7 separate regions of the Mus musculus genome follow, and all the other regions are linked to region 4. The links are chromatin contacts, called in public HiChIP or PLAC-seq and promoter capture Hi-C maps. All regions are on one chromosome and are shown on one strand. The core of a region is the stretch at or near the end of the contact, and the rest is flanking DNA. Distances in the headings are between cores, read along the strand shown. Region 1 holds the start of Mrps18c (mitochondrial ribosomal protein S18C). Region 2 holds the start of Gpat3 (glycerol-3-phosphate acyltransferase 3). Region 3 holds the start of Prkg2 (protein kinase, cGMP-dependent, type II). Region 4 holds the start of 4930524J08Rik. Region 5 overlaps Gm36793 (predicted gene, 36793). Region 6 overlaps A930011G23Rik (RIKEN cDNA A930011G23 gene). Region 7 has its middle 50 kb from the start of Rasgef1b.

Region 1 (2,700 bases), core at 120-2,619, 820 kb after region 4:
AACCCAGGGTGTTGGGCATTCTAAGCAAACATTCTGTCAACTCAGATACATCCCCCAAGGGGTGATACTGGAATTCTAAATTATTTATTCTGGTGCTGCCATGTGAGCCCAGGGCCTGCCCCAGGCTCCGCTGCTGAACCTAACCGCCCAGTCTTTGGCATTTTAATTCTTAAACCTATGCTAAAGCACTTAAGAATGAAAGAACAGTAACTCTCTCCAAGATTCAATAGATGCTTCTGATAACTGTGGTAATTCCGGCCCAGGCACTAACGTAGAAGCTGGTCTGCTACAAAATCATGATTGTGCCATTAGACACTACAATGTTCCACTAGACACTACAATGAAATTCTGTTCTGAACTTGGAATTGAGACAGTCATGTGCACACTCATGTATGGTGGCTTACAGAACAGAGATGTAAACTGGGAGGTGATAATTATTTATTGAGTCACAACTTTAGTCTCTCAACTTCCCTGGACTCACTTACCGTTGTAAAAGTCTACATAATATGGCTAGTTTAATAACGTAACTAGCAATTAATGGGTCATCAATAAAAATGTTTTATCAGTAAAGTAGAGCCGAGCCATTTGGAAGGCTAGCTTTCTCTCTGTCAAGCCAGTTAATTGCCCCGTGAATACTTTTTATGACAGGGGATGGAAGGAGCATGTAGGTTTGACATCTACCTAGAAGTCGGGGGTTTAAGCAGTGTCTCCCAAGTGATGGAGATAAAAGGATAACAAAGGTGAGAGAGCGAGCTAAGGCTACTCATGATGTGCACCTGGGAAGAAGGCGGTTTCACCTCCCGCGCAGCCGTGCCCGGGGCGGGACACGCGGTTGCCACCGCAGCCCCTGGGATGACAGGACCGGGCGAGTCAACGGGGATGCGGGGACTCAGCAGGGCTGTACCTGGGCGTGCTCCGGGCTCCCGGTTTTCCGGCGGCGGCTCCCGGCTGCAGCTTCGTCCTCCGTGTCCTCGGCAGGCTGGAGCTCGGCCGGGGTCGGGGAGGCACGGAGGTTCTCCAGGTTGCCGCGGTTCCTTTTGCGGACAGACACCCGCCGGCGGATGCGGGGACAGCCGTCCTCCATGACAACGGCCCAGAGTCCCTGCGACAGCCGCCCTGGGTGCAGCCCGGAGCCGGTGGCGCCGTTCTGGAGACAGCAGGTGACCCAGCATCAGCTTTCCATCCCTCAGCAGCGCAGCCCCGGGTCACGTGACTTCCGGCCCGGGAAGCGCGGGAAGATAAAGGTGCAGTGCATTGAAACCCGGGCCGCGTTCGCGCCGGAACCTTTGCGTCGAATCCCGGGCAGACAGGGGAAGAGCACCAGAAAGGACCTGTCGGGGCGCTTAGGGAAATAGAAAGGAAGAGGAAGGGCGGAGAACCATGGCCGCTCTGGTTGCTCTGTGCAGTGGTATAGGGAGGAAGAATTTGACAACCGCGGCTGGCTGCTTCACGGATCGCGGAACTCAAGCAGGTAAAACGTCCGGCATAGCATTATAGCCGCTGATTGTCGGTGGGGTCCTCGCCGTTAGCAAAATGACTATTTCAATAGAACTAGGTTTGAGATAAGTGGGAGGCTCGAGTCATCGTAGACTAGTTTCCTAGAGCTGAAGAGGACTTTGAGGTGTAGTCAACCACTTTACCCCGTTACTTATTCACTTTACAAAAACCTATCGCCCCGACTCCTCAATAAGACTTTCTGGACACTTGTTGGCTGTGGTTCTCTTGCATCTGTTTCCATCCGCTGCTTGGACGAAGCCTCTCAGGAAACAGTTATGCTATCTAGGCTCCTGTCTCCAAGGTGTAGTCAACTCTTTTTTTGTTTGTTTGTTTTATGCTTCTTTGTCAATGTCTTGAATCTTTTTATTTCTCCTTTGGAATGACAGTACCATTCTGTTGTTTCTGTACATATTTGAATTTCAATCCGTAACTGTAGAAATGAGAAAGAATTTATAGGAGAGGAAGTATATATGTCCTTTATCCAAAGCCTTTGGAACCGCTCATTTTGAGTCCTATTATGTCCCAAATCTAACAGGTTGCTAACTAATCATTGAAAAGAATGTTTGATATTGTGCCCTTTGATTATCTAGCATCTTTAAAAACGTAAATCTTGGTTAGATATGCAGCGAATGAAAACAATTGTGTTGTCGCCATTTTCTCTTTAGTTTCTGTGATTTGGAGACGATGTTTTTCACAGTTTGAACAGGTAACCAGCAATGAGGACCTGGTAAGATTTCGTTTTCTTTTTTTAAAGAAGACATTATTTTATTATTTGTATGTATGTGGGGGAGGGGAGTTGTGGAAGCCAGAAGAGGGCATTGGATTCTCCTGGAGCTGGAACGAGGTGGTCGTGAGCCACTGGGTGTGGGTGCTGGGATTCAAACCCTGTACTTAGTAACATTAGGGAGTACTTTTAACCACTGACACCTATCCAGCCCCAGGTCCCCCTCCCCCCATATTACTAATTCATTTCCAAATTCAGCCTAATTTTTAATATTTGGAATTCAATTATAGGACAAAATAATGGTTATCTTTTATTGACTATAGTCACTTGTGTTTTGTAGAGAATTCCTAGATTCAGTCTGTAATGTATTCTTCTTCATAGATATTAAATATAAGGATACATGATTTGAGAATATCTAAATATAGCTTCGGTGGGTAGGATAATTGTAGGTAATAGAAACCTGACAGGCTACCTTGATA
Region 2 (2,700 bases), core at 196-2,695, 870 kb after region 4:
GCGCTGGGGTTACAGGTTTTCCACATAATGCCTGGTAGATGCTTTTCAAAAAATAATTTTTGTTACGTTTTATTTATTTTGTGTGTGTGGGGAGGCATGCCACCGAGCACAGGTGGGCAGGAGATAAATTGGTTCTCCCCTTATACGGGGGGGGGGGGGGGGGGTAGTGGTGGTGTCCAAAGATTGACGGGTCATCCTAGCTGACTGGCATCAGGCAACTTTGTTGATGAGCCACCTCAATGACCCCAGAAGCTGTTTTGAGAGTAAGCTCCGTTTCCTTCATAACTTCATTGTCCTCCCCTTCCCCCTTCTTAGTGGGAAAAGTGTCTTACACCTACCTGGCAGGAGGCTCAGAGAACAAACTTGTACAGTCTTTAAGGCCGGCTTCCTTCTTCCTCCACCCCTTCTGGAGGTGAGGGCAGCTTTCTCTGCAATATTTGCTGTAAATACTTTCAGTTCATTTTGCTAGCTCTCTCACTTTTTCCAGCTCCCAAACTGACTCCCGACTGTCAACAGTAAGAGTTTGGTCCTTCTAAGAATTGAGGGCCGACTCGGTGATGGTTTGGATCCTAGTCAGTCGCTTTGCAAACTGCTGCTCTCAATATCTTTTCTCACGCTTATTGTTAAAACTGGTTGTCCTGCAGTGGAATACGCGTGCAGGATTTTCCCTTCTTCGTTCTAGTAAGGCCGTTCATCACAGCGGCGTGGGACGTGGACCCCTGAGAAACTCTTAGCCAGTTAGGTGAAGGTTAGTATTTGCGCAGCGTTTTCTGCAGTCGGTGTAGGCGGATGCTAGGGAAGCTTAGACTGGAATCTCCTCCAGGGAGGGGAGTGACAAACAGCCTCTAGGGTGTCCTGTCCTCCCCTCCCCCTCGCCCGCTCACCGGTCCGCCTGCCCTTTTAAAGCAAGGTCTATAAAGGATCTACCTATTTAGTCTTAAGCTGACTGTTGGAACTCAAAACAGCCCAGACCCATCTCCTCGGAATTCTCCAGTCGCAGATTCCCGAGCGTAAGTGCTGGAATTCCAGTCTTCTGCGACACAACCGCTTGGAATTTCTGGGTCTATTTTGTGGCTAGAGAGGTGGTGGCAGAGTGGCTAAGGCGACTTGTGGAGAGAGAGAAAGCGGGCGAGCTTTCTTTCCCTGACTGCAGCTAGGAAGGAGGTAAGAGAGAGCCACGAGCCACGGTGCGCGACTGCCTCACCCTTGTTCAGTAGTTTCCTCCTCCCGAAAGCCCTTCCCAGGAGGTCGTGTTGCAGGCTCACAAACAAGATCTTCCGCAGCGATCGGGGACGTCAGCGGTCCGTTCTGTGGGTGAAGATGGAAAGTCTGCTACCGAAAGAACCTTTGCTGGGAGTGCGGGGGGGCGGGGCGGAGGGCGGCGGCTCTCTAGGCAGCAGCGCCCGGGAGACGCGGTCATGCCCCGGAGCTCCCTGTTGGGTGGCGATGGGGGTGGGGCAAGGGTAGAGTGTAGAAAAAGGGAGCCCGGCGCCCGAAAGCCACTGGCTACCCGCATAGCCCGCAGCCCACGCCGAGGTGCAGGGAACCTGCGGGGATCCTCGCTGCCGGAGGGCCTCGGTGAGTCACCGCGGGGTTGTCGCAATCGTTACCCGGAGGAAATCAGGCCCGGGGTGGGGCGCGTTCCTGGCTGCCTCCATGCACTCTGACTGCACTAGGGTGTCCCGTAGGTCACCCAGCTGGGTCTTCTCGCCAGAGACACTCAGGTCTGAGCCGGCTGCCGTGGCTACAGCTTGGCCTGGGCCTCCAGTAGAGAGTGAGCTTGCGGGGCCAACCGGGACCCAAGGGGAGGAAGCAAGGAGATCGCAGTAGTTCTGAGAGTTCTCGCCTTCCCTTTCCTCTTCGCTCCGCAGAGCTGAAGGGAACGAGGCGGGCGGCAAAGACTCCTCAGAGCCCGGCTCCGGGCTGGACGCTGTGTTTTCCGAACTGCGGCTGGACTGCCTGGGACTCTGACACCTACCGCTCTCGGCTTTCCTGGGGACCTCTTCCTGAGGGCGTGCTGAGACATGGAGGGCGCAGACCTGGCGGTGAAGCTCCTGTCCACCTGGCTGACGCTGGTGGGCGGCCTCATCCTTTTACCCTCGGCCTTCGGATTATCCCTGGGTATCTCGGAGATCTACATGAAGATCCTGGTGAAAACCTTGGAGGTGAGTGCAGGAAAGGATGTGGAGCTCCCGCTGCTCTGAGGACTTCGGATCTTGGAGTGGCAGGGGTTGAGCTTTGAACTGTGAAAGCAATTTGGGCAAGGGGGTCAGTCAGTGGTGGGAGGTCGGGGTGGAGATGGAACGGGGACCCGAGAGAATATTTCAGTTTCTGGTCTGCTGTAGTGAGAAAGACAGCCTGATACCAGTCAAGAACAGTAGCCCACCTCACAAGAATCCCTCTATCTGTATTTCTTCTTCACTACTATTTTTTTTTTTTTTTTTTTTTTTTTCTTACTAGATTAACCCCAGGACAGCCGTTTGCTGTATCAGCAGGTTTATTACCCACTATGCCTCTCGGGCTGTCACTTCACTCTTGAGTTTTTACAGCCCCAGGTTTCAGAGGTCCTTTTGTGACTACAGAGGCATCCTGTTCCACTTGGTGCCCAATATAAGACACCAAATGGCTGGGTGGCAGAGAAGAATCTGATTTTTTTTTTTTTTTTTTTTTTTTTTTTTTTTTTTTTTGGTTTTTCTGGAC
Region 3 (2,700 bases), core at 194-2,693, 940 kb before region 4:
AGGGAAAAGCACAGAAGAGGTTAGCCATTTCAGTAGACTGAAGAAAAAAGTCCTCATTTAAAAGTCCCATGGAAAGAGCTGAAGCCAGAGTTTGGATGGTATTAAAGAGGTATGCAGAGAATTTTTACAATAGTAGAAATAAGAGTACTGATAAGCCCAAGAAAGCGAGCCGAGGAAACTGGAGAAAATGAAAACATAGGAAAAGGGGATAATTGGGAAACAGGGAGAAATCAGACAACAGGAGACTACAGGGCTCGGCCAACAGGCAGGCAGCATGTGCCTTCTTTCCCTGTGATGAGAATTCTCACTTGCATCCTGTGAAGACAGAGGCCCAGAGTCAAGGACTGTTAAAAGCTGGGTTCACAGGTACCACCTTTGCAATTTGTTTATTCTTAGTTACGGCCTGTTGCGAAGGAGAGTCCAGTCTAGTTTTTCAGAGGGAATTCTTCACTTCATCACCTCACTAGCCCGGTGTGCAAAACGCAACAGGAGCCTGAGTAGCAGCTGTTGTCTACTCTGTGGGATGATCGCCTTCTTTGTGAGCTAAATAGAAACTTGCAAAGATGAGAAACGGTTTCTAAGGCGCTTGTGCGTATGGGGGTGTGGCAGGGAGCAGGTGGATGTTGCATTCTCTTTAAGGAAAATAAAAGCCCCTTTCCTATTGAACTTTGGAAACAAGCATGCTAAAAGCTAGGGTCATCCTTTCTCATGGGCCGCTGAGCTGGTTCTGTTCTCAGCTCTGGCCTCCCTGCTCTGCCTACGTGCTCAGCTCTCCTACTTACACTTGAAACCTATTTCTTTTTTTCTCTCTCTCTCATTTCCAAAGTGGCTCTTTGCTTAGCGTTTCTTTGCTCTCTTTGCTTCTTCACGAAGATGTGCAGAACTGTGCAAGCGCCTCGGGGTGCTGAGTGACAAGAAGACACCCAAACAAGTTTACAAGCACTTGTAAAAGTCCTTGCAGGAGTCTTGTGTGCCCAATCAGCTATTCAGACATTGGAGAACTAAGCCAGGACGGCACACCGTGACAGCGCCCCTGAGCCCCCAGCCCCAGAAGAGCCCAAAGGACGCTGCAGCCACACTGCGCTCTAAACCCAACTGCTGTATGGAGCCACCCTCGCCACAAGGAGAGAAGGAAACGCGTCCACATGTCCGCATGCAAGCAGCAAGAGAGACGGGCTGGGTGTGGGAGAAGTGCCCACCGCGCAACGCACGCCCAGTGGCACCCGCGTGTCCCCACTCCCGTCCCTGGTCGCGAGCCCCACGGGTGCCCGAGCCCCCCAGCCTCACCAGGCCGCCGGGTAACTTTCCAGGTGCGCAGCTCGTCCCCTCCGCGCGGCCGCAGCGTCTTGGCGTCCTCCGCCACGCCGCCCCTCTGCGGCCCCGGCCGGGCTCAGCTCAGCTCTGCCCCGCCGCGCCGTGCGCACTGTGCCGGGTCCGGGCTGCTGGCGGGCGCCGCCGCTCGCGCTGCGTGGGAGCCGGGACGCGGCGGGCGCGCTGCGGGAGGGAGCTGCGGCGACGTGGGTGCTGCCGCCTGGCTGCTCTGCGGGGGCCGCCGCGAGAAGGAGGCGCGCCGGAGGGAGGAGGGAGCTCAGCGGAGAGGAGGGACGGAGGAGGGCGGGGGTCAGCCCGGCGTGGCGTGGGAGAGCCCGGAGCCCGCTTCCTTGAAGGTGGGGTCACCCGCGCCGGCGCGAACCTGTACTCCGGAGCCGGCCTGCGGCGACGGCGACAGTCTGCACTTTATACCCCGAACCTCCGGCGTGAGGCAACTTAAGTAGGGCGATAACATCGTGGATGCAAGCGGGTGGTTGGTTGTGTTATTATTTTTATTTCAAGTGTGTGGGCCGAGGGAGAGGAAAGTTGAGGGGGGTATTCATCATCGCCTTCCCTCCCCACCCTTGTGCCTCCAGCCTGCTTCACTGTGGGCTCTTGCTCTCCCTTGCTGGGTCTCTCTCCATTCTGCCTTCCCTTCCAGAGCGCAAAGGGACAGGCGCACACACCCTGGCCATGCTCTCTGGTGTCACAGAGGTGCCCTTCTACATGACACGTGACCCAAGGGCTGCTTGGCCCGCGTGCTCTTCTAGGACTCTGGAACCTTAACTCGCATCTAGTCAGTTCACTGAATGTGATGCATGCTGGGGACAGTGGCTAAACCGAGTTTCAAGGGACAGGAATTAATACCTCCTGATTCTGTGAGACTTTAGCATGAGCCTCTCTTGGTTATTCAAGCAGGTAATTTAATACTCTCCTGTGGCCTTTTAGACACAGTATTCCGAGGTGTGCGTTATGGTTTTTCTAAATATAAATGGATATACTCGCCCACCGCAGTATGCTATGCTCTGGTAGTGTGCTCTCCCGTAGTGAGTTCCTGTTTCTTCATCCTCCCAGAGGAATGTCTGTGGCAGATTCACAAGGACAAGGGCAGTTTCTCTGCACAGTGAGAGGTACAGTGAGGGTCTATTCTTCAGTTTGTATCCAGAGAACGTGAGACCGCGACTCCCTAGGGGTATCAAACATCCGGTAGGCCACGGGGTTTCCTGCAACTCCAGCATGCACTATTACATACATAACCCCACATAGAATGAGGCCTGTGTACACTTGTTGAATGGGTTCATTAAGCCTCAGAGGACGAAGAGCGGTTGTTTGTTTTTCTATTAACTGGACAAAATTAAGGCCAGGTACTTTTTCTCAAATCCGTACATT
Region 4 (2,700 bases), core at 18-2,517:
GAGCCCCAGTCAAGTACAGGCCCCATCGACCAGGAAGGACTTAAATGGAGCCCGCGGAGCCACACCAACGCGCCAGCAGACCAGGGACTTTGGCAGGCCCGGTCTGTCTACAGCACAAACGCAGGGCCTGTAGGAGCGTGTCGTGGTGACAGCGTAAAGTGGACAGAACGAACGAATCCTAAGACGAAAACTATTTAAAAGCAATGGCCTGCGGCCGACGCGGGAGAAAAGAGAGGTGGACAGCCTACAGCTTTCCCAAAGCAAGAGCGTGTCAATAATCGCACCGTCTCGGGGGCGAGGGCGAAGCGCCCGACCAACCTTGGCAACCCTGGTAAAAAGCTTTTCTGTGCGTTTGCATTTTTAAGCCTAAGAGGTTAGAAATCCGGGAGACGTGGGGGTGGGGTGGGAGGGTAAGCTCCGACAGGCGGGAAAAAATCCTGGCGGCCACATCGGTGGGAGGAGACCCGCGGCGAGGGAGGAAAGAGGGCGGGCCGCGGAGTAGCATGGTGACGGCTAAAGGTGGAAACGTGTGTGATGGGGGAGGGGGCGAGCAGGCAGGGAAGGAGATGCAGGCCCGGGGGGGAGCCCGAGGTACAAGAGGGGCGGCCGAGGGGGCGACTGCACTGGGGCCTGCGGGCGGGCGGGCGGTCGCGGGAGCGAGGCCTAATGGCGGGGAGGGGGAGGGGGCCTGGCGAGCGGCTGCCCGGGGCCGCCCCTTACTCACCCTTCATCCTCCTCGTTCTTACTGGCGTCGATCTTGGCTCCCTCTGCCTCGGCGCTGCCTCCTTCGGTGCCTCCGGCCGCAGAGCCGCCGCCGCCGCTCCCGCTTCCCGCCGCCGCCGCCGGCCCCTGCGCCGCCGCCGCCACCATGGCTCCCTCCTGCTCGCCCGCCGAGCCGCCTACCGCCGCCGTTGCCGCCGCCGCCGCCCCGTCCCCTCCGAACTGCTCCTCCGACATAGTGCTACTGCCGCCGCCGAAGACGACACCCGCCGACGCCGCCGCCGCCGCGAACCGAAACTAGCAGCAAAGTAATCCCCGCCGCCGCCGCGCGATGCCCGCTCTACCTCGCGAGGCACCCTAGACAAGGCGCGCGCGTGGCTGCAAGGGCTCCTGCGCCTCTCCCCGGCCTGCCCCCCTCGCCTCCCACTCTCGCGCAGCGCGCTCTCTCGCTCTCCCCGGCTGCACTGAAAAAAAAAAGAATGAAGTAGCAGCGGCGGCCACTCTCGCCTCCTCCTCGCTTTAATGGCGCCGCCGCGGACCACCTAAAATGGCCGACGGAAGAACGGCGCGTCCCGGTCACGTGGCTCCGGAGCGCGCCCTTTGCGCCTCCCCCGCCCCCGTCCACCGCTAGGCCCCGCCCCCCGCGCAGGCCCCGCCCTCCCCGTCCCTTTCCGACTGGCTCTCACGCCCCGCGGTCGCGCGGCGCGGGCCTTTAAAGAGGACCGGAAGTGGCGTGCGCAAGAGGGGCGCGCGGGTACCATCGAGAACAAGGAGCGCTGGTTCGAGGGCGCGGCTAGAGAGGCCTCCCCCGCCCCCGTCCCTTGGCCCCGCCCTTCCGCGGATTCCTGGAGTCACCGGCCGCTCCTCGGCTTTGGTTGGCAGGCGCGGCCGACCTGGAGGGGTGTGGTTCGTCCATCCCCAGCGGAGACTTCGTGGAGGCTGCCCTCAGGGAGCCACGGCTGTGGGCCCCGGGACCTGCGTGGGGCAGCGGGCCGCGCCTGTGCAGTGCTCCGCCGTCCCTGCGCCGGGTGACATTGAGGCTCCGCCGCGGCGCTGTCCAAAGGCGGCTTTGATGGTCGAGGCTGCCTCTTCTCAGAGTTGCTTCCCTAGTCTTAAGCTTTGCCTCCGTTATTACAAGAGCCTAACGCCGGCCACGATTCTTTGAAGTCACTATGGATTGGGAAGTGTATGTATTAAGGTCGACTCCAGGGCTCCTTTTTTTTTACGAGTTACAGTCCTTGTATTAAACAGGATATATAAATGTCATGAATCATCTTTACGAGGTTTCTGGGTTTGTGGTGTTGAGGTGGCGATTTTATAAAAAGAAAAAAATGAAACGCCGTTAGGCGTGTGATTCACGATTTTAAAATTAATCGCTAAGAAACCTATTGGAATTCCTACTCAGGAGTTAGACTTTGAAGCTTCCTGCAAGACTTAGAAGAAAATGGAATTTCTGGTTTGGTTTGGTTTGGTTTGGTTTGGTTTTTTTTGTCGTCAACCACTCGACTGCTTAGTAAGTATCCAGTTTCCAAACAGGGTTTGGAGAAGTTTACAAAAGACAGCATACAGGGACAGGACTTCAGCCCAGCTAATTAGGTACACGCTGTAATCCCAGAACTGTGATCCCAGAGAAGGGAGGAAGGACTGTTGAGGCCAACCTGGCATTACCCCTTAGCAAAACACATAAAAAAATTTTAAATAAATGCTTCCCATGGTGTACTTTAAGTCAATTTACAGTAACTGTACATAATCTGAAAATCCCAACGATTAAAACAAGATTTATCACTACAGTTTGTTACAGAATCCATAAAATGAAAGAATATGCATCAAATAGTGGAAATGTCTTCAACATTGAGCAAATCACAGACAGGCAACCACCAAGATGATTGGCGAAAAAGAAGTGATTCCACGTTTTTCTTTACCATCCAAAAATACTGACCAAATAAGATGACTCAAGTCAAATATTGCAGGTTGGCAACA
Region 5 (2,718 bases), core at 182-2,681, 930 kb after region 4:
TTAAATACTGGCCAGGACAATGGATACTGGTTAGGTCCTTACCTGGAATTCCAAGGAAATGGCTGCCAAATACTTTAGTCTGGTGTTTATAAAGGCAAAACCCTCAAGTTTGCGTACTTCCCACCTTCGTCCTATCAGGGGCCAGCATGCATCCTAACGTACTTCCTGCTTTGTACCACCCGCCTATCTGTGATAAAGGGAATCCTGTGCAGTTGGGGCAACCACCGTTGTTTACAAAAGTGAAAACACCTGGCTTGTTATCTACCATGAACAACATGGTAGATAAAAATGCCCCCTGGCATTCCAGAAAGTTAACTGTCCTTGGGCAAGTGGAGTTTACAGGTTAGAGGCATTTTCGTTTTATGGATCTCTTAATCACGGTAATTAAAACTTAAAGCATAACTTTAACCCTCGCACTAGATTAAATATTAACTGAATCAAACCAGACTCTAGACAGGCAATTGTACCTGGATGCTTCTGGAAGTTTCCTCTCTGATGCTGAGAATAACGCGTGGGTAATGGCGGGACAGCGAGGGCTGCTGTGGTGCGCCCCGCTTCTCTGGCAGCTGTTCAGTGCACCGTCTCTGCTCAGTGCAGGGCAGAGAGCCAAGGAGAGTCTCTGAAAACCCATAGGGCCTGGAGCAAGACTTTCCAAAGTCTACCTCCCCACCCCCTTTCTATGAGAGATGACAGACAGCAATAAAAATTCTGAGGCCCTGAATATTTCCCACTGCTGCCTCACAGCCTTGCAGCCAGAGGGAAATTTCTACATTCAGCACCAAACACACGTCTGTCTGAGCTCGGAGTGCTTAGCCTGCTATGGGACACATCGCTTCTCACATCTGAACCTAAAAGGGATAACTCACTTGAACAGAAACTCACAGCGACTTTTTGTTCCAGGAAACAGAGGTTCTGCGGTGACATTTTTCTCCTTCCAGGGGAGCATAAGAAGGTGGGGATGCTAGCGGTGCATGTTTCAGGAGGGAATTCAACTTTATAGAACCACCCAGAATCGAGGAGGAATGAGCTATGGTGGCCTTAAATAAAGATGATGTAAGAAACAAGGGTCTGGAGAGATGGGTCAGTGGGTAAAACTGCTTGCTTCTCAGTCCTGAGGATGGGAGCTTGATCCTAGCATCCCGTAACAAGCCAGAATTCATTTCTAGAGTCCAGCCTCTGTGCGCATGCGTCCATTCACACGCAGCCATGCTAATACATAAGATGAGTATTTTAAAGTGATGAAGGAAAGAGCCCGTTTCCTCACTGTGCCCTGGGAGCTGGTCTGGATTAAATAGAAGCATTTTGGCCGTGCCTTCAACCTTTTCCCTCCATTCTCTCTCTCCTATTTATAGTGACTCCTTCAGCGCATGCCTGGCTCAGGTTCCTCTGCTCTGTTCGTTCCGGCTTGCTATTTTAAACACTTGCGGAGGTCGTCCTGAGCTGCAGTCATGTGTCTCTCGGCAGCAAAAGTCACTCGACTAAGAAAGGCACAACGCTCACTGAAGTGATGTCCAAATTAGATTTTTTTTTTTAAAGAATAGACTTATTTCAAGTATCTCTGTGGATTATTCTTAGATGTGTTTTAGAGCAAGAAGCGCTTGGTTCCCAGAACTGATGCCATTTTTTGACGTGATCTTGTCAAATAGTTCATTACATCACTAAAAGGAAATTCAGTTTCACGGACTATGAGTAAGTCAAGTCCTTAAGCCAAACTTTCCATTCTACTAAGAGAATACAGTCTCTGGGCCATAAGAGGTTGGTGGAAATCTCTTGTCCAGGGCTGATCCATCAGCTGTCAGTCACTCACTCTCGGGATCCTGTGCAGCCCTGTGTCTCTGCTTTCACCTCTGTTCATCGTAAAGCAAGGCTTCTCTGATTATGGCCCGGCAGCCTTTGTCTGTGAGAGTGTACACAGATATTTAGAAGCCAGTTGGCTGGGCTGGCGAGTTGGCTTTAAGAGCAGTCTTTCCAAAGTCCTGAGCTCAATTCCCAGCAACCACATGGTGGTCACAACCATCTGTAATGGGATCTGATGCCCTCTTCTGGTGTGTCTGAAGACAGCTACAGTGTACTCATATATGAAAGGAGAAGGAGGAGGAGGAGGAGGAGGAAGAGGAGGAGGAGGAGGAGGAAGTGGAGGAGGAGGAGGAGGCAGCAGCATTTTGCTACTGTAGTTTCTCCCCTAGGACCTAAACTGTCATGGAGTTTTGACTGTGTTTATCATACCAGGCACAAGTTCTCTCCTATGGAGTGAGCCAAAGATGAGTTAGTTTTCTTACATGTTGCAATACTTTCTGGTACAGAAGATTTTGTTCTGCAGTTTATGGGTGAACTTTAGGGAGCGTGTCTTGTGGTAACAGATCAATGTAAGTTTTGGATCAGTCACCTGCCCTATAATGCTATCTTTCTGAGCAAGAACCCTACAGATGCTCATTCACATATGCATGCATTCTTTGGTCATTTGGGGAAAAATGTTTTCTGCGCAAGACAGAAATATTTTCCTATTCGAGTGCTCCGACTATCCCAGCGTTGGCAAACTCAGGTTGTCTGCTGGCAATCTTGTGTTCTCTCTCTCCTCTTGCTTAGCTGTTTCCAGCCCATGAACTAGAGGATGAGACCAGGCTCCAAATGGGTGAGTGAGGGTTTTGAGCCCTGGCTCCTTCTTGTGATGGGTTGGTTGGCTGTAGCCTAGGTGCTGTGCTCGAATAGGGGCAGAGC
Region 6 (2,741 bases), core at 113-2,612, 600 kb before region 4:
GCTATAGCAACGTAGGAACTGGCTTTCTTAGGGGCTTGAGCAGCCTGGTTTGCTGCAGGCCAAACATTCCCTTGCTACCTTTGCACTGGGTATGCTTGAGACTAAGACAACAGAGCATTCTGGAAACACAGATTTCTTACCTATGAATTGATTGTTGGGTGGGAAAATATGACTCTGGCTTCCATGAGTTCACAGGCAACGTGTATACTAGTGACGGACATGGAGCAACAACTCAAAGGCCTCCTCTTCTCTCTCTCATTACCTCTCTCATTTCAGGCTTTTCTCAGAGTTTCCTTGTCTCTTCAGTGGTCAAGTGCTTAGATAGCTGCTCTTAACAGTTGTTGCCCGGACCCCCTCCAACTCACTGATTGCTGAATATGGGAATGGGAATGCTTAAGACGGACGGAATAAAGAGAGGAACGGAGAGATGTTTATGCTCCAGCTCCGCCCCCACCTGCCCAGGCGGAACTGACTGTCCTCCAGACCCCTCCAAAGTGAAAGCAATTATCACCTCTTCTCTTCCCAGGATAAACTCAGTGCTCCCAAGGAGCTGTGAAGGTCAGCAGTCCCCAAGGGGGTTTTGCGGCACCTACTGGCTCGAACTTTCTGAGAGGGCTTCTCCAGGAGAGCAAAGCGTGAAAGGGCTTCAGCTGGGGTTGTGAACTTTCACGTTTGTCCTGGAGTCGGAAATATACGAGTGGCTCTTTGTACCAAGAAATGACCCTGGGTTTTGAAGGAGGACAGGGATCATCTGGGGTTTCCCAGCTGGGTGAACAGGGGATGTGCTCACATTTGCTTAAGAGTTGTCACTGGATCTTAAACTTCCCTCTGAAACCAGAACCTTGTTTTAAAACTTTGTTTAAGACATGGCTATTTAAGGCCATTGGCTTCCCCCCCCCCCCGCCCCCTCCCCTCATCCTCTTCTCAACACCTCCAGGCTGGGTGGAAACCTTACAAGCTTACTTTGCCATAGAAGCAGATTCATTCAAGGGTTACCGTTCCTGTAACTTCACCCTGATACTTTTGGTTTTTTAAATCAGGAGCAAGCAGGTAGAGTGTCAGTGCTCATAAGGAACTGCCAGGAGAGCATCTTAGTGTAGTTGCCCCTCACATCGCGCCAGAGCCACGGAGCACACAGCTCTCTGGTACCTGTGACATTTCCAACACTCTGGAGGAAGAGCAGGGAGCCAGCACCTGCATCCAGATATGAAAGATAACTGCTGCTCGATCTGCCCCTCCCTCCCTCCCTCCCTGCCAAGCCAGCTGCTGTCACTTCCTTGGAAAGGTCAAGCACACAGATACAGTGAGGTGTCCTTGGGGAAGGAGGAGGGGAGGGTGGAGGGACGCTGCGTGTTGACTCACTGGGGCTTGACTAGACGCCCTCCTGTTTGCTCCACGCGAGTAGAGTCTGGCTGAACTCGAGTGAACTGTGTGCTCCCTGCAACATCGCCTCCTCCCTATTTGGTTATTATTATCACGGGCTTCCGAGCAGACAGGGGAGGGGAGTCAACGTAGAGAACATCCTGACTTTTAGGTTTCCCAGGCCCGACCCTGTCAAACCTGTCCAGTCTATGCATTTTTTTTTTCCCTGTATCTCCCTTGGTCCTCGTTTCTCTGAAACAAAAAGCTACATATAAATGTCCATTTTACAGTGAATTTTGAAGTGCCCTTGGCCTTCTACCATGCTTTGTGGATGTCCTCAATGCCTGCACCTACCACAAAGCTGCCATCACATAGAACATTAAAATAGGCCTTGCTGAAAGAGATGTCAGCAACAGGGCTCGCTCCCGTGTGTGAGCTTCCTGCCAGCCTTGATCCAAATGCACACGTGTGTAAGAGAGCGCACTACAGTGGGGTAGATCCTTGTACCTACGTCCCATCCCGTGCTGCGCGTTCCCAGCGTTTTTGTTTTGTTTTGTTTTGTTTTGTTTTGTTTTTTGCGCCTGGATTGTTAACACGTAGTAACTATATGATACCCTATGAACGGCTGCTCCTCCAGAACCAAAGACGCAGGATCTGGAGGACGAAGGGCAACAACAGGATATCCAAGAGGAGTTCCTGTGAGGATCCAGTATTGATAGTGTGGCAGAGGCCTCAAACCAGACCAATGACTCACTGAGGGGAACATTTGCAAGCAAAGCACTGGGCAAAAGGGTATACTGTGAGACACACCCTGGCTTCCATGGAGAGATTGTTTTGTTTTGTTTTGTTTTGTTTTATTTTGTTTGGTGGGGGGAGGTTGCAAGGGGGGAGGAAAGATATGGAGGGTTGAAGAGATGAGTAGGATTGGGGTGCATGATGGGAAATTCACAAAGAATAAATAAAAGTTCAAAAAAATAGTGTAGCCTGTGCTTTGATATCTTCAGGTATATATATATATATATATATATATATATATATATATATATATATATATCGTTTCCTTCCCTGTAATTAAAACTGCTCTTTTCTATCTGTGTTTTGAATAATTTCTTTAAGCTATATTCCCCAAAGTAGAACTCTTGGACCAAAGACATAAACATGTTTACAGCTCTTGCTATTTATTATTAGCTTATAACTTTTCACAAGGGCTTGATCGATTTACAGAGCTGTCTCTAATATACGAGAGGTATGTGCATATCTATTATGACATACATACATCATCTCTTTTTTTTTAAGTAGCAAAACCACACACAAATACATAATACCATAATTATTCTCACGTTTACAGATGAAGACACTGTGGGCCTCAGAGGTTAAGT
Region 7 (2,700 bases), core at 75-2,574, 780 kb before region 4:
GGATGGATGTGGAGGAGAGGAGAAAAAGATCTGAAGCTCACCCACCTGTTTCTCTGGTCTGCTTGCTTCTCTGTAGGCTTGACTGGCGAGTTGCTAGGGATGCCTACTGGAGTCGTGGGTTGGGATAACAGGATGGAATGATGGGAAAAGCTGGAGAAAACCTGAGTAGTCTGCTAGAGAGCAGAGGAAGACTGTGAGTCGCCATTGTTGAAGTGACCAGCACTTATAGACACTTGGTGTGAATTCAAGTGTGCTGGACACCCCTTTCCGTCTTGAAGGGATGGGGAAGTACAAGAAGCTTTGGCAAGAAGTGTGTGTGTGTGTGTGTGTGTGTGCGCGCGCCCGCGTGTGCATGTGTGTGCCTATGTGTTGCTGGTCTGAGGAATGTATACATTCACACAGAAATGGCCAGGCTACAACTCTAAAGGAGCAAATTCCTTTCCTCTACAAAAGGAAGATATTAATGTCAAAGGTAAATTGGACTGCGGTCATGGTTTTTCCTAAGGATGAATTCTGACTTCAAAGGTCCTGGCTTCTCAAAAAGCCGACAATACCTGCCAGGTAAAAACCATGGTTCTTCTCACAATTCCCACAAGATGGCAGCATTTCACCAAAGATGTCCCTCTCGTTGCCTATAAGAGAAAGAAGTGGAAATCAGTAGAGGACTAGTTGAGAATTCATAAAAGCAGAAAGAGCCCCAAATAGTTCCAAACCCTGGTGGCCCTCCAATTAAATGAAGCTCTTTAGCTTGAGCAGTTGCCTTCTAATACAATGGCTTCCCGCTTCCTACTTCTTAAAACAAGGCCCATCTGATACTCCAGTGCCGGTGCTGTGTTCACCACATGAGGGCGGTGAAGTCCCTTTGACGGCAGAGGATCGATAGTTCTGAATCTATTTTTTTGAAGATGCTTTGGGTTCTGGGACTGGATGAAGGGTGTCCAGTCACCTCTTGGCACCATGGAAGCCACTCACTCTTTCTCCATTATCAGTCTAATCAATATGGTGATTTTCCTGCCTTCAGCCCCCATGGCTCTACAGTTGACCGAGCCTTCTTGAACTCTACTTCAGGCTTCTTCTGAGCTCCCAGCTCAGCCCTATCTGATCCTTTTTGGGTTCCGGAGAAGAGGGAGTGCTATCAGTATCTGTAGTGAGTGTACTTGGAGATACATGCTGACGATCACAAGATGGGTGACTCTGTCACACTGGAGACAGAGAGAAGACACGAGGAGAGTCACAAGTTTGGTGTTGCTTACAGTAGTGGTACAGAACCGTCTCCACTCTCTTGAATTAGGTATGCCTCCAGGATCAACGGTAGCTTTGAGAACAACATCAAGGCTGTTGTGGATCCTTCACTCCACCCTCCCGCACCAGACTCGAGTCAGCGTCCGCTCTTACACCATAGCATGCTATTGCTTTGGCAACCAGTTCTTAGGTCAGCATTGCTGGAGAGAAACAATGGAGAGGATTCAGGAAAAGCATTTAGATGAAGAAAAGCAAGAAAAAGAGGCTTTCTGGGGTGTAAGTAGCTTGAGGTTTATTGGGGATAAAAGGGGGTGGGGAATAAGTGAGTGGGTGGACAGATTGGTGGATGTTGTTCGTAGAGAGGAAGTAGGCTTTGTAAAATCTCTTCAGTGTCTGCCCCACCCCATCCCTGCCACCCCTGTATTTCAGGATGCTGTCTGTGTCTCTGTCTGCCTTGCTACTTCTCAGATTGTATCTGGTGCTGAGTGAGGCAATACTTGTTGGCACTCCCAACCTACACACTCTGTGTTTACAGACAGTTATCATATCATTAGTCATTGCCTAGCAAGTACCGCTTTCATGTTTCCACATCTGGGTCCCTCCCACCCCCTCAGCTGTGTGTGCCCCACTCTCTGATCTCCTTCCAACACTTCCTTCTTCTTCAGACCCCAGAGATCTTCACAGACAACTTGTTGTCTCAGGTAAAAGATCAAAGTTATCAAGGAATGATGGGGGCATGTTGTGTGGACTCAGGGGAGAGCTAATACTTTTCACAACAGTTCTAAAGCCAGAACCAGAACCAAAGAAACTCCATTACTGCACACCCCATTTGCACACAATGTCTAAACTCTTTTTTAAAGTACATGAGTACTGCAATTCAGACCCATGGCATTTTGAAAGCATACCTCTAAAATGGATTGAATACATTTAGCGATTTTCTTTCTCCATTACAGAAAAATCCACTACAGAAGCCATAAACTTTTGTAGAGCAAAGAGGAACAAGACCGAAAGAGAGAGGAAGAGAATCGCAGGAAGGGACCTCAGCCTTGGGCCAGAAGACTTTGCACTCTAAGGCCTTGGCAAGCAGTGGTGCTAGGTGCAGCTATGCATCAGTTGGAGAAGAGATGGGGAGGGGGTGCAGGAAGATGGGGACTGAGTTGATTTGTATCTCTGTGCTTGATTATCTGGCTAGATCAGGAGATGAGAGTAAATGGTAATGAAGCAGCTCCGAGGGAAATCAGGCCAGCACAGCATAAAGGAGAAGCAGGTAAGACTCGGCAGAAAGTGGACATCTCCAACCTTCTGCGGTTTTAATCTGAAAGTCCAGTGCCTGCCACCCAACGTGCAGTGATATCTTCCATATGAGTTCATTCTATCTATTCATGTTCTTGGTCCTTCCCCCTCTTCCCCCATCCCGACAGCCATTCTCTTGCTACAGGTCCATTACTTATGTCATCA

The links. Promoter capture Hi-C pulls out the DNA fragments that hold promoters and counts their contacts. HiChIP or PLAC-seq counts read pairs in DNA pulled down with a chosen protein or histone mark.
Region 1: a contact with region 4 is called in a promoter capture Hi-C map of fetal liver, with 2.7 times the contacts expected there. The contact joins the promoter of Mrps18c here to the promoter of 4930524J08Rik in region 4. A contact is called at or near these places in 4 of 39 promoter capture datasets (cranial neural crest, fetal liver, hippocampal neurons and 1 more), 1 of 484 Hi-C or Micro-C datasets (the G1E-ER4 cell line) and 1 of 115 datasets of contacts at active chromatin or transcription factors (pancreatic cancer cells).
Region 2: a promoter capture Hi-C map of pre-B cells shows a contact between it and region 4, with 4 times the contacts expected there. The contact joins the promoter of Gpat3 here to the promoter of 4930524J08Rik in region 4. A contact is called at or near these places in 3 of 39 promoter capture datasets (liver, neutrophils and pre-B cells) and 4 of 115 datasets of contacts at active chromatin or transcription factors (the 230-238 cell line, bone marrow-derived macrophages, large pre-B cells and 1 more).
Region 3: a promoter capture Hi-C map of hippocampal neurons shows a contact between it and region 4, with 2.6 times the contacts expected there. The contact joins the promoter of Prkg2 here to the promoter of 4930524J08Rik in region 4. A contact is called at or near these places in 2 of 39 promoter capture datasets (the 3T3-L1 cell line and hippocampal neurons) and 2 of 115 datasets of contacts at active chromatin or transcription factors (astrocytes and embryonic forebrain).
Region 5: a promoter capture Hi-C map of pre-B cells shows a contact between it and region 4, with 2.5 times the contacts expected there. The contact joins the enhancer-like site here to the promoter of 4930524J08Rik in region 4. A contact is called at or near these places in 2 of 39 promoter capture datasets (liver and pre-B cells), 1 of 484 Hi-C or Micro-C datasets (pre-B cells) and 1 of 9 other capture datasets (liver).
Region 6: a promoter capture Hi-C map of liver shows a contact between it and region 4, with 2.3 times the contacts expected there. The contact joins the enhancer-like site here to the promoter of 4930524J08Rik in region 4. A contact is called at or near these places in 5 of 39 promoter capture datasets (the 3T3-L1 cell line, 3T3-L1-derived adipocytes, cranial neural crest and 1 more), 1 of 115 datasets of contacts at active chromatin or transcription factors (bone marrow-derived macrophages) and 2 of 9 other capture datasets (adipose tissue and liver).
Region 7: an H3K4me3 HiChIP or PLAC-seq map of bone marrow-derived macrophages shows a contact between it and region 4, with 10 times the contacts expected there. The contact joins the enhancer-like site here to the promoter of 4930524J08Rik in region 4. A contact is called at or near these places in 13 of 39 promoter capture datasets (the 3T3-L1 cell line, 3T3-L1-derived adipocytes, the HPC-7 cell line and 9 more), 4 of 484 Hi-C or Micro-C datasets (cortical neurons, embryonic fibroblasts, epidermal suprabasal cells and 1 more), 19 of 115 datasets of contacts at active chromatin or transcription factors (astrocytes, bone marrow-derived macrophages, cardiomyocytes and 15 more) and 3 of 9 other capture datasets (adipose tissue, liver and pancreatic islet).

What each region holds. Positions count from the first base shown.
Region 1 is chr5:100,797,390-100,800,089 of GRCm38.p6, forward strand. It overlaps Mrps18c (mitochondrial ribosomal protein S18C), which reads left to right and starts at 1,370. Exons shown (of 6, transcript NM_026826.1): 1 at 1,370-1,471; 2 at 2,163-2,224. The coding sequence starts at 1,381. Helq (helicase, POLQ-like) reads right to left here and starts at 1,211. Exons shown (of 18, transcript NM_001081107.1): 1 at 905-1,211. The coding sequence starts at 1,084.
Region 2 is chr5:100,844,784-100,847,483 of GRCm38.p6, forward strand. It overlaps Gpat3 (glycerol-3-phosphate acyltransferase 3), which reads left to right and starts at 1,446. Exons shown (of 13, transcript NM_172715.3): 1 at 1,446-1,578; 2 at 1,872-2,165. The coding sequence starts at 2,025. It also overlaps a transcript of Abraxas1 not described here.
Region 3 is chr5:99,035,636-99,038,335 of GRCm38.p6, forward strand. It overlaps Prkg2 (protein kinase, cGMP-dependent, type II), which reads right to left and starts at 1,444. Exons shown (of 19, transcript NM_008926.4): 1 at 1,288-1,444.
Region 4 is chr5:99,977,668-99,980,367 of GRCm38.p6, forward strand. It overlaps 4930524J08Rik, which reads left to right and starts at 1,268. Exons shown (of 2, transcript XM_030254981.1): 1 at 1,268-1,285; 2 at 1,370-1,999. The coding sequence starts at 1,268. The coding sequence ends at 1,885. Hnrnpd (heterogeneous nuclear ribonucleoprotein D) reads right to left here and starts at 1,271. Exons shown (of 9, transcript NM_001077265.2): 1 at 725-1,271. The coding sequence starts at 957.
Region 5 is chr5:100,908,495-100,911,212 of GRCm38.p6, forward strand. Gm36793 (predicted gene, 36793) reads right to left here. Exons shown (of 3, transcript NR_168093.1): 3 at 1,506-1,897. Among named protein-coding and RNA genes, the nearest start is that of Gm36740, 3.3 kb to the right of the region's middle. Within about 2 kb of position 1,432, at least 20 of the 459 cell types and tissues checked have an H3K27ac peak or open chromatin away from gene starts, as enhancers often do. A contact at or near this core is called in pre-B cells, where this site is marked.
Region 6 is chr5:99,379,004-99,381,744 of GRCm38.p6, forward strand. All of the region lies in intron 2 of A930011G23Rik (RIKEN cDNA A930011G23 gene), which reads right to left. All of the region lies in intron 1 of Gm35314 (a long non-coding RNA gene), which reads left to right. Among named protein-coding and RNA genes, the nearest start is that of Gm35314, 13 kb to the left of the region's middle. Within about 2 kb of position 1,363, at least 64 of the 459 cell types and tissues checked have an H3K27ac peak or open chromatin away from gene starts, as enhancers often do. A contact at or near this core is called in adipose tissue, bone marrow-derived macrophages and liver, where this site is marked.
Region 7 is chr5:99,201,912-99,204,611 of GRCm38.p6, forward strand. No RefSeq gene overlaps it. Among named protein-coding and RNA genes, the nearest start is that of Rasgef1b, 50 kb to the right of the region's middle. Within about 2 kb of position 1,325, at least 28 of the 459 cell types and tissues checked have an H3K27ac peak or open chromatin away from gene starts, as enhancers often do. A contact at or near this core is called in bone marrow-derived macrophages, epidermal suprabasal cells and microglia, where this site is marked.